Linked DNA regions of Mus musculus: region 1 is linked to region 2. The links are chromatin contacts, called in public promoter capture Hi-C maps. All regions are on one chromosome and are shown on one strand. The core of a region is the stretch at or near the end of the contact, and the rest is flanking DNA. Distances in the headings are between cores, read along the strand shown.

Region 1 (4,416 bases), core at 215-2,714, 110 kb before region 2:
CTCATCTAAATGTTCTGGTTACAGCCAGACTTTTTTTTTTTTTTTTTTTTGGTTTTTTGAGACAGGATTTCTCTGTGTAGCCCTGGCTGTCCTGGAACTCACTCTGTAGACCAGGCTGGCCTCCAACTCAGAAATCCGCCTGCCTCTGCCTCCCAAGTACTGGGATTAAAGGTGTGTGCCACCACTGCCCAGCTTACAGCCAAACTTCTTATATGAAAATCAGAATGGTTAACCTTCAGGTCATCCACTACTGTCTTCGGCACCTATCCCACCTCCTAACATACAAGGGTGACTGACTGTTTCTCTAACCATCAATTATCAGTTTGCCTCTCGGTTTATCCAGAATCTCCAGCGGGTAGCTCAGGTTGTCCTCACCCTCCAGGGCCAAATAGACTCACTGGCTGCCATAATGTTAAATACAGTGAGGGGAGAGTTACTAATAGTAAAGAAGTCTCTGCCTCTTCCTCGGGGAGGAATCAACCAGTCAGGTAAAATAAAAGATAATATCTATCCAGTGGCAGTGGCACATGCCTTTAATCTTAGCACTGGGGGGGGGGGGGGATCTCTGTGAGTTCTTGGTCAGCCTGATCTACAGAGTGAGTTCCAGGACAGCCAGGGCTATACAGAGAAACCCTGTCTCAACTTCCCTCCCACCCCCCAAAACAAGCTTGGTATGGTGGTGCACATCTTTAGTGTCTCAGTACTCAGGAGGCAGAGGCAGGCTGTTTTCTGTGGGTGAAGCCAGCCTTGTAGCAAAAACTAAAAGCAGAAGCAAAGCAACGACAACCGAACAAACAAAAAACCACAACCTTCACTCAGGTCAAGATATAAATACTCCTCCATTTACAAGTCATATCCCCACCCCACCCCCACACAAAGAGTCATCACAGGAGTAATTTCAGGCTGGAGCAACATGTGTTCTCTTCATTAAACTGCTACGTGCTCTGGTCAGGCAAGGATGATTGTCGAGGCATTTGATAAAAATCTACAAAACGAGCCCTTTCCTTGAGAAGTCTATGCACTTCCAGGGCTCCTGGTCAACAAGCCACTCAGGAGTCATTTACAAAGCCTAAGATAAGGACAATATATATTTGTCAATGACATATGTGTGAAGCATTGTTCTCCAACTACACAACATCTACCATAAGCCCACCTATATATATAGTAAGAGTGTATATTTGGCTGGGAGAATGGGTTCTTTCTGTTGTTATATTTTAAATGGTTCTACATTCATATATGTTGCCTTGGTAACCTAACCGTATAATATTTTTATATAGAACGTGACATCAAAGACCTATTCTTCTGTCTGTCTGATGCTCCTCATTATACCCTTGCTTCTGGGCTTTAATAAAATAGGCCACTTACAAACCACATTTCTCAATGGGAATCAATAGTTCCTTGAACCTCCCCCAGACACTTCCTGCCTAAACTACTGCCCACGCAAAACAGCCCTTTAAACTGCTCTACCAGAACAAACGGCTTCTGTTACCCCTGAGTGCACCTCTTAGTACATGGATTCTACCCACAAACCTCTCTTGCTCCTGTGAGGTTCCTGCCCCCTCCTATCATCTGAGTCACTCAGAGCCTCTATCTCCTGAGGTCAGCCTTACTGAAATGCTGGATTGAAGTTGAGAATTTCTCAGTTGGTTAACTACAAGGTTGCTCTTGCAGGTTTCTCTGGAACCTGCCACAGTCCTCACTCCTACAGATGCAGCTCTTGGATCTCACCCTGAAGCAGGTGGAAAGGAATGGAGGTCTATGAATATGTACTTATTGTAGCAAGTCAGTGACCTTGACATCCCGCTGTGTGTATCAACCCAACCCCAATGTTTTGGATGACTTGATCTGAAATGATATATTTTATACATCACAGGTAAAAAGCTTCTCCATAAAGCCTAATTGGGAATTCTCTAGTCCCTGAGTCAACACATCGGAAAGGTTTTTTTTTGTTTGTTTGTTTGTTTGTTTGTTTGTTTGTTTGTTTTTTGAGACAGGGTTTCTCTGTATAGCTCTGGCTGTCCTGGAACTCACTCTGTAGACCAGGCTGGCCTCGAACTCAGAAATCCGCCTGCCTCTGCCTCCCGAGTGCTGGGATTAAAGGCGTGCGCCACCATGCCCGGCAACACGTCAGAAAGTTATTCAATAACTTTTTAAATTATTATTTAAAAAAAATGTTTATAGGCATAGGAGTTTTACCTATACAGGTCAAAATACTGGGACTGGAGACTGTGAGCTGCCATGTGGATGCTGGGAAATGAGACTAGGTCCTCTGGAAGAATGGCCAGCTCTTCTTCAGCCCCTTCAAGTTCTTTTCTGTAGAGTGTATCTACTCTTCAGTAGCATCTCCTTCCTTTCTTAATGCACCTTCCAACATTCCCAGAAAATCAATGTGGGCCAGGTGCGATGACAGTTATGAACCAGCCTACCTCCATCTTAGGGTTAAAAGCCATCGTATAGTAAACAGGTTCATTCCTGTTTGTGATTAAATCTGTTTCCCAAGGGCTGGGATATGCCTCACCTGTAACCTTAACTACAAATGGTTCTGTACTGCCTGCTCCAGGAAGTGCCAACCATGTCTTTCTTTCAAAAGGTTGTTATGACCACCTTCGTATGACCACATTGTTATGACCACTTGTTATGCTGTTCCTGTAACCCTGCCCATTAGCCCGCCAAATCCCCCATTTAGAAATCCCCTATAACTGAACTATAAAAACCCTTATCTTGCCCATGTCCAGTGTTGACCTCTTAAACCCCAACTTAGGGAGAGGCAGCCAGTATACGTGAATTGAGAAGCTTGTTTTGATTAATTTGCCCATGATGATTTGGGTGGGTGATTTTTCTCCTTGAATCTTTGGGGTTAACACCCCTTGCTTTTAATCCCAGCACTCAGGAGGGTAGAGACACATGGACCTCTGTGAGTTCCAGGCCATCCAGAGCTACATAATGGAACTGGGGACAATACCTTGGGGTGGGGGTGAAAGCAGTGAGGGGGTTGTTGAAATGTAAACAGTCTAAGGCACTCCCTTCCTTGTAGGACATTCAGGAAGGTCATCTGGGAGTGGAGGGTTGAGAGAGGTGCTTAGAAAACAAGGGCAAGGCTGCCAAAACAAGGCACCCAGGGCAACCAAGAGGACAGTGAGCAGTGAAGGGGTTGGTTGAGACTGGAGGCCAGCCAGCCAGCCCAGCACTGAAGTTTAACTGCAGGAGCTAGAAGGGAGGGAGGGAGTCTGGGTCTCCTTTCATGTCTTGGTGAGGTTTGGCCTAGTCCTAACTCAGAATGTTCCAACTTTTCCTTTTTACTGGTTTTTGGTGTGTTGTTGTTGAGTTGTGTTTTTACCAAATATGCTTTTCCCCAGGCATTTGATTTTCCTTGCTCAGTCTATGAAGCTGCCTGCTGCCATGTGGCTAACCTCCAAACCAGCTTAACTCAAATGGCTTTTTCTGTTTTATTCTCACTTTTCCTCTGGGCAGCTACTGAGATCTACAGCTTGGGATGTTTTTCTTTTAGACTCTAAAAAAGTGAATGAACAAACTTTGTCTCTTGTTGACTTTCAGACTTGGTTTGCCTTTTAATTATTTCATTGGTAGAGAAAAGAAACCTGTTCCCGCACCTCCACACAGTAAATGCTGGCAGAGGCTCGTAAGTCTCAGGATGTGAGCCCTGGGCAACCTTCTCCTCTAAGTTCCTACTGCCTACCATCACCGATTTCTCCTGGGCCCTAGCCAGGGTGGAAAGGAGGCAGAGAGAATGGCAAAACCCAGAGGTCTCATCTTAAAATGAACAGCAGATAGTTATGGCACAGCTACTTTAAGTCATTGTAGCCTGGACACAATGATTTATGTCACCCCCAAATTCCATGTTCCAATGTGGAAACAGTTTCATGAAGTTTTATAGTTTCACAGATCAAAGAAAGCCTTAAATCAAAGCAAGTTTAAAACACATTGGTGGGGGAGGTGGGGGGCCTCCGAAAAGATGGCGGCTGCTCCTGCCGGTGTGGGCCGCCTAGAGGAAGAGGCGGAAAGAACGGCTGAAGGCCCTCCGGGAGAAAACCGGGCGCAAGGACAGGGAAGATGGGGAGCCACAGACCAAGCAGCTCAGAGAAGAGGGAGAGGAAGTTGGGAAGCACAGGGGACTCAGGCTCAGGAACTATGTCCCAGAGGATGAAGACCTGAAGAGGAGGCGGGTCCCCCAGGCCAAACCAGTGGCAGTGGAGGAGAAGGTGAAGGAGCAGCTGGAGGCAGCCAAGCCAGAGCCTGTCATTGAGGAAGTGGACCTGGCCAACTTGGCACCCCGGAAACCTGATTGGGATCTCAAGAGAGATGTGGCCAAGAAGCTAGAGAAGCTAGAAAAGCGGACCCAGAGAACCATTGCAGAGCTGATCTGTGAGCGGCTAAAAGGCCAAGAGGACAGCCTGG
Region 2 (4,536 bases), core at 206-2,705:
CACCCAGGAAGCAGAGGCAGGCAGATCTCTGAGTTAAAGGCCAGCCTCGTCTACAGACTGAGTTCCAGGATAGCCAGGGCTACACAGAGAAATCCTGTCTCGGAACTACAACAAAATCTATTAAAATTACTATTTATCTTTAGGGGTTTTTCATTTTTATATTTATTTATTTACTCACTTACTTATTTTATGGAGGCAAATGCTCCCTAAGGAATCTGGCTTGAACTTGAGATCCTTCTGCTTCAGCCTTTAAAATCTCTGGAATTATAAGGGTATATTACCTGGCTAGTAGTAATTTACATACAAAACAGACCTCCACCCACACACTCCACTTTGTATTTATGAGTTTTGCCTCTATGTATGTCTGTGCACCACCTTCATGCCAAGTGCTCTTGGAGTTTAGAAGAGGTCACCATGGGTAATTAGAGTTACCAATGGTTGTGAGGCATGATGTGGGTGCTGGGTACTGAACCTAGGCCTTCTGCAAAAACAGATTCTCTTCATTTCTGAGCCATTAGAGGGCAGCCTGGTCTACATAGTGAGCTGCAGGCCAGCTGGGGTTATATAGATAGACCTTGTCTAAAAATAAAAGCCCAAATCCCCAAAATCAAAATTTAAAAAAATTTGTTGCTGGGCGTGGTGGTTGGTGGTGGGGTATGCCTTTAAATCCCAGGAGATGGGAGGCAGGGGCAGGCGGATCTCTGTGAGTCAGAAGCCAGCCTGGTCTAAACAGTGAGTTCCAGGACATCCAGGGTTACATAGAGAGACCCTGTCTGAAAAAGAAAGAAACAATCAAAAGGGTTTGGTTTATTATCTCAGGTAGTTTGTCGCAGTAACAAAAAGATAACATAATGAACTCAAATAGCATGAGTAGAGTTAACTCTTTGATCTTCCTGCCAGAGCCTTCTAAGTACTAGGATTACATGTGTGTGCCACCATTCTGAATCATATTTTCAGAGGTTTTCAGTCAAGGATCTCTTGACCCTCTTGCTTTGGCCTGTGGCAAAGCAGTTCACGGATGGGGTGGAGTGGGATTGAGTGGGGTGGCGACAGACGAAACTGTTTACTTTCATGGTGGATGAAAGGAAGCAAAAGGGAGAGAAGGGGCCTGACTTTCAAAGGTCAGCCAAGGGCACACTCTCAGCGATCTTTCTTTCTAAACGTTTCACCACCTCCCAACAGCTGCCCAAGGCTGGCATGATTTTAGCACATAAGCCTCTGGGGTATTTTCAGGATACATAATAGCATCAGAGCATGATTGTATTGGGTGGAAATACAACTCGGTTGGTAAAGTTGGCCTAGCCGGAAGTATAAATCCCTAAACTGTGCAAATCAAACCGGGTGTGGTTAGCACAACCCTATAATCCCGGCATTTGCGATATCCTACACGCGGCAGCCCCGCCCTCAGCCCCGCCCTGCCCCCAGCCCCGCCCCTCCCTCGCCCAGCCTCACCCCTTGGCCTCACTAGGGTGTTGGTTTTCTTTCAGTTCTCTGCTTCCAACCAGTCCACTGGCTGACCCAGGCCGGTTTCTGCTCCCCGTTGCGGAGAACCAACGCGCCTCTCATTGCGCACAGCTTTTCCAATCCTGAGCGCAGGTAGAGCCCTGGCCGAGACCTGTGTCAGCTGGACTCCCGGAAGGACCTCTGGGCGAGCGTGGTGCAGCCGCTTAGTCCTTCCGGGCGGCTGGCAGGGAGGTGGGGTGGCCTTAGTGGGGCGGAGGGATAGATGCTCAGAGAGAATGGGTTCCTTTTGCCTTAAAGAATCCTAGGAGGGAGTGACTGTAACAAATGAAGAGTGTTGTGATCACTTTTGGCAACAGAAACTCACTAGACTGACACGTTTAACAGTAATGGACACTAAGGTGCCAACGCGGTAGGCCTCCACGACTTCCTAAGAAAAGAATAGCGTCTGAAGTATGGCTTCAGGTGCAAGGCCAAAGAAAAGGGACCGGGGTAGGAGTGGAGGCAGGTATACATACAAACTAGTGTATACACAGAATGTCAGTATAAAACTATCAATACCAGTTATCTCTGGAACTTGGGGAAGAACTTTTAAGCTTTCAGAAGTTAATCAGAATCTCTATAAACTCCAGAGAGGAAAAAAATTACATGTCTTTATTTCTCTGTTAACTTAAAATTTTAATTGAGAACTTGTTTTTCACTCTTGGATTATGCCAGATGTGGCTGTGTATGTCTTAATCCTAGCACTGGGGAGGCAGAGGCAGGTGGCTCTCTGTGAGTTGGAATCTGTATAGTAGTTCCAGGTCAGTCAGACCTTTTTAGTGAGACCTTGTTTCAATACATACATACATACATACATACATACATACATACATACATATTGGATTAATTCTGAAATTCCTTATTACTCGTTGGGTGTGTATATGTGTGTATGTGTTTGTTTGTGTGTGCAAGAGTATGTGCATATGCGGATATATATACGGGTATGTGGAGACTAGAACTCCACACCAGGTGTCTTATTCTATTGCTTCTCGAGTTACTTTTGGTAGGCTGGCTGGCCAGCTTGATGTAAGAATCTGCCTGCCTTTCAGTGTTGGGATTACAGTCATAGACTACTGAGCCTTACTGTCATCTAGATGTTTTATCAACTGACCTATCTTTCTAGCTTCCCACCTTTTTTTTTTTTTTTTTTTTGGACAAAGTCTCCTATATTCCAGGGTGATTTTGATCTTTTAACTTGCTATGTAGCCAAGGATGACCTTTGAACTCCTAACCCTTCTGCCTCGGCCTCAAGTGCTGGGAGTGCAGGTGTATGCCAGCCCAGCCCTCACTACTTTTTTTTTTTCCTTGTAGTACAGGGACATGAGAGGAATAGCAAGACACATTTTCTTTTGAGAAAGAGAGTGTCAGTGCTCACGTGGACCTGGAATTTGCTATGTAGCCCAGGCTGGCCTCCATGTTCTTATGGTCTCCTTTTCAGCTGTGATTCTAGACAGGTCACCGCTATGCCATGCCAGGCTTCTCTCTAAGCTTTTGCTTTCCCTTTTCCCCCCTGTCCCCTTAGAATTACGCCTGGATAAATCTAAAAGGGGGGGGGGCAGCAAGATGGTTAAAAGTGATGGCTGTACAACACTGCAATACCGACCACTGGAGTTCAATCCCCACATCCCACTGTAGGGGGAGAGAACCAACTCCCAAGGATTGTCCTCCAGCCTCACACATGCTGTGACACGCATGGCCAAACTTATAGACACACCTGTCTTCCCCTCTCCCTCTCTCAATACACACACACACACACACACACACACACACACACACACACACACACACGATAATAATAATAACAATAACATAATTTTAAGAAGTAGAAATATTTGTTTGTTGCCTATCACTGGCACAAACAGATGAGTATGGAGTTGATATGTTTCTAGTGCATCTCATTACCTGTTTTTTTTCTTCTAGGCATATGTTGATTGTTCTTCAGCTATGGAGAAGCTCTGTGGGCATGTGCCTGGCCATTCAGACATCCTCTCCTTGAAGAACCGGTGCCTGACCATGCTCCCTGACCTCCAGCCCCTGGAGAAAATACATGGACATAGATCTGTCCACTCAGACATCCTTTCCTTGGAGAACCAGTGTCTGACCATGCTCTCTGACCTCCAGCCCACGGAGAGAATAGATGGGCATATATCTGTCCACCCAGACATCCTCTCCTTGGAGAATCGGTGCCTGACCATGCTCCCTGACCTCCAGCCTCTGGAGAAGCTATGTGGACATATGTCTAGTCATCCAGACGTCCTTTCTTTGGAAAACCAATGTCTAGCTACTCTCCCCACTGTAAAGAGCACTGCATTGACCAGCCCCTTGCTCCAGGGTCTTCACATATCTCATACGGCACAAGCTGATCTGCATAGCCTGAAAACTAGCAACTGCCTGCTCCCTGAGCTTCCTACCAAGAAGACTCCATGTTTCTCTGAGGAACTAGACCTTCCACCTGGACCCAGGGCCCTGAAATCCATGTCTGCTACAGCTCAAGTCCAGGAAGTAGCCTTGGTATTTGCTTTTGGGTGCTCATCTTGACTCTAGCCTTTTTTTTTGCTATATGTTCTGTTAGTAGATTGATTTCAGTGCCTTAGTTTCCACCTCTGATGATCTGTGTCTGGGGACCTTCTTTTCTCGGCATTTTTGGTATCAGCCTTTTGGGTTTTTTTGGATAGTTCTAGGAATTGAACCCAGAGGCATGCACATGGTAGGTAGGCACTCTATTACTGAGTCTCTCATGACCTTTCTGAAGTACTCTTTACCTCAGGGCTGTTTTCATTGGCATCTTTATTCTTATCAAATATCTAGTGATTCTGGGTAATAGATCTTGCCTCTAGAAAGCCTCTGATCAAGAAGAAATCCAACATGATTATCATAACAAAGTTGTGCCTCAAAGGATGGCTTTGAGGTTAGACATGCTGATCTGTCTGTATCTGAGATCACTTCCTTGAATGCTCCTGTGTTTACACATGTAAGCACATTTAGTTCATAGATCAGAATTAGCAGACAGGACTGCATTTCCTCTGTGGATAC

What was found. Promoter capture Hi-C pulls out the DNA fragments that hold promoters and counts their contacts.
Region 1: a contact with region 2 is called in a promoter capture Hi-C map of the HPC-7 cell line. The contact joins the enhancer-like site here to the promoter of Tep1 in region 2. A contact is called at or near these places in 10 of 39 promoter capture datasets (the C10 cell line, the HPC-7 cell line, HPC-7-derived erythroid cells and 7 more), 1 of 484 Hi-C or Micro-C datasets (embryonic stem cells) and 2 of 9 other capture datasets (adipose tissue and liver).

Annotation. Positions count from the first base shown.
Region 1 is chr14:50,978,494-50,982,909 of GRCm38.p6, reverse strand. It overlaps the pseudogene Gm8518. Among named protein-coding and RNA genes, the nearest start is that of Pnp2, 25 kb to the right of the region's middle. Within about 2 kb of position 1,464, at least 53 of the 459 cell types and tissues checked have an H3K27ac peak or open chromatin away from gene starts, as enhancers often do. A contact at or near this core is called in the HPC-7 cell line, adipose tissue, neural stem cells and 1 more, where this site is marked.
Region 2 is chr14:50,867,473-50,872,008 of GRCm38.p6, reverse strand. It overlaps Tep1 (telomerase associated protein 1), which reads left to right and starts at 1,455. Exons shown (of 55, transcript NM_009351.2): 1 at 1,455-1,596; 2 at 3,424-4,014. The coding sequence starts at 3,448. It overlaps Gm26782 (a long non-coding RNA gene), which reads right to left and starts at 1,713. Exons shown (of 3, transcript XR_874615.2): 1 at 1,453-1,713.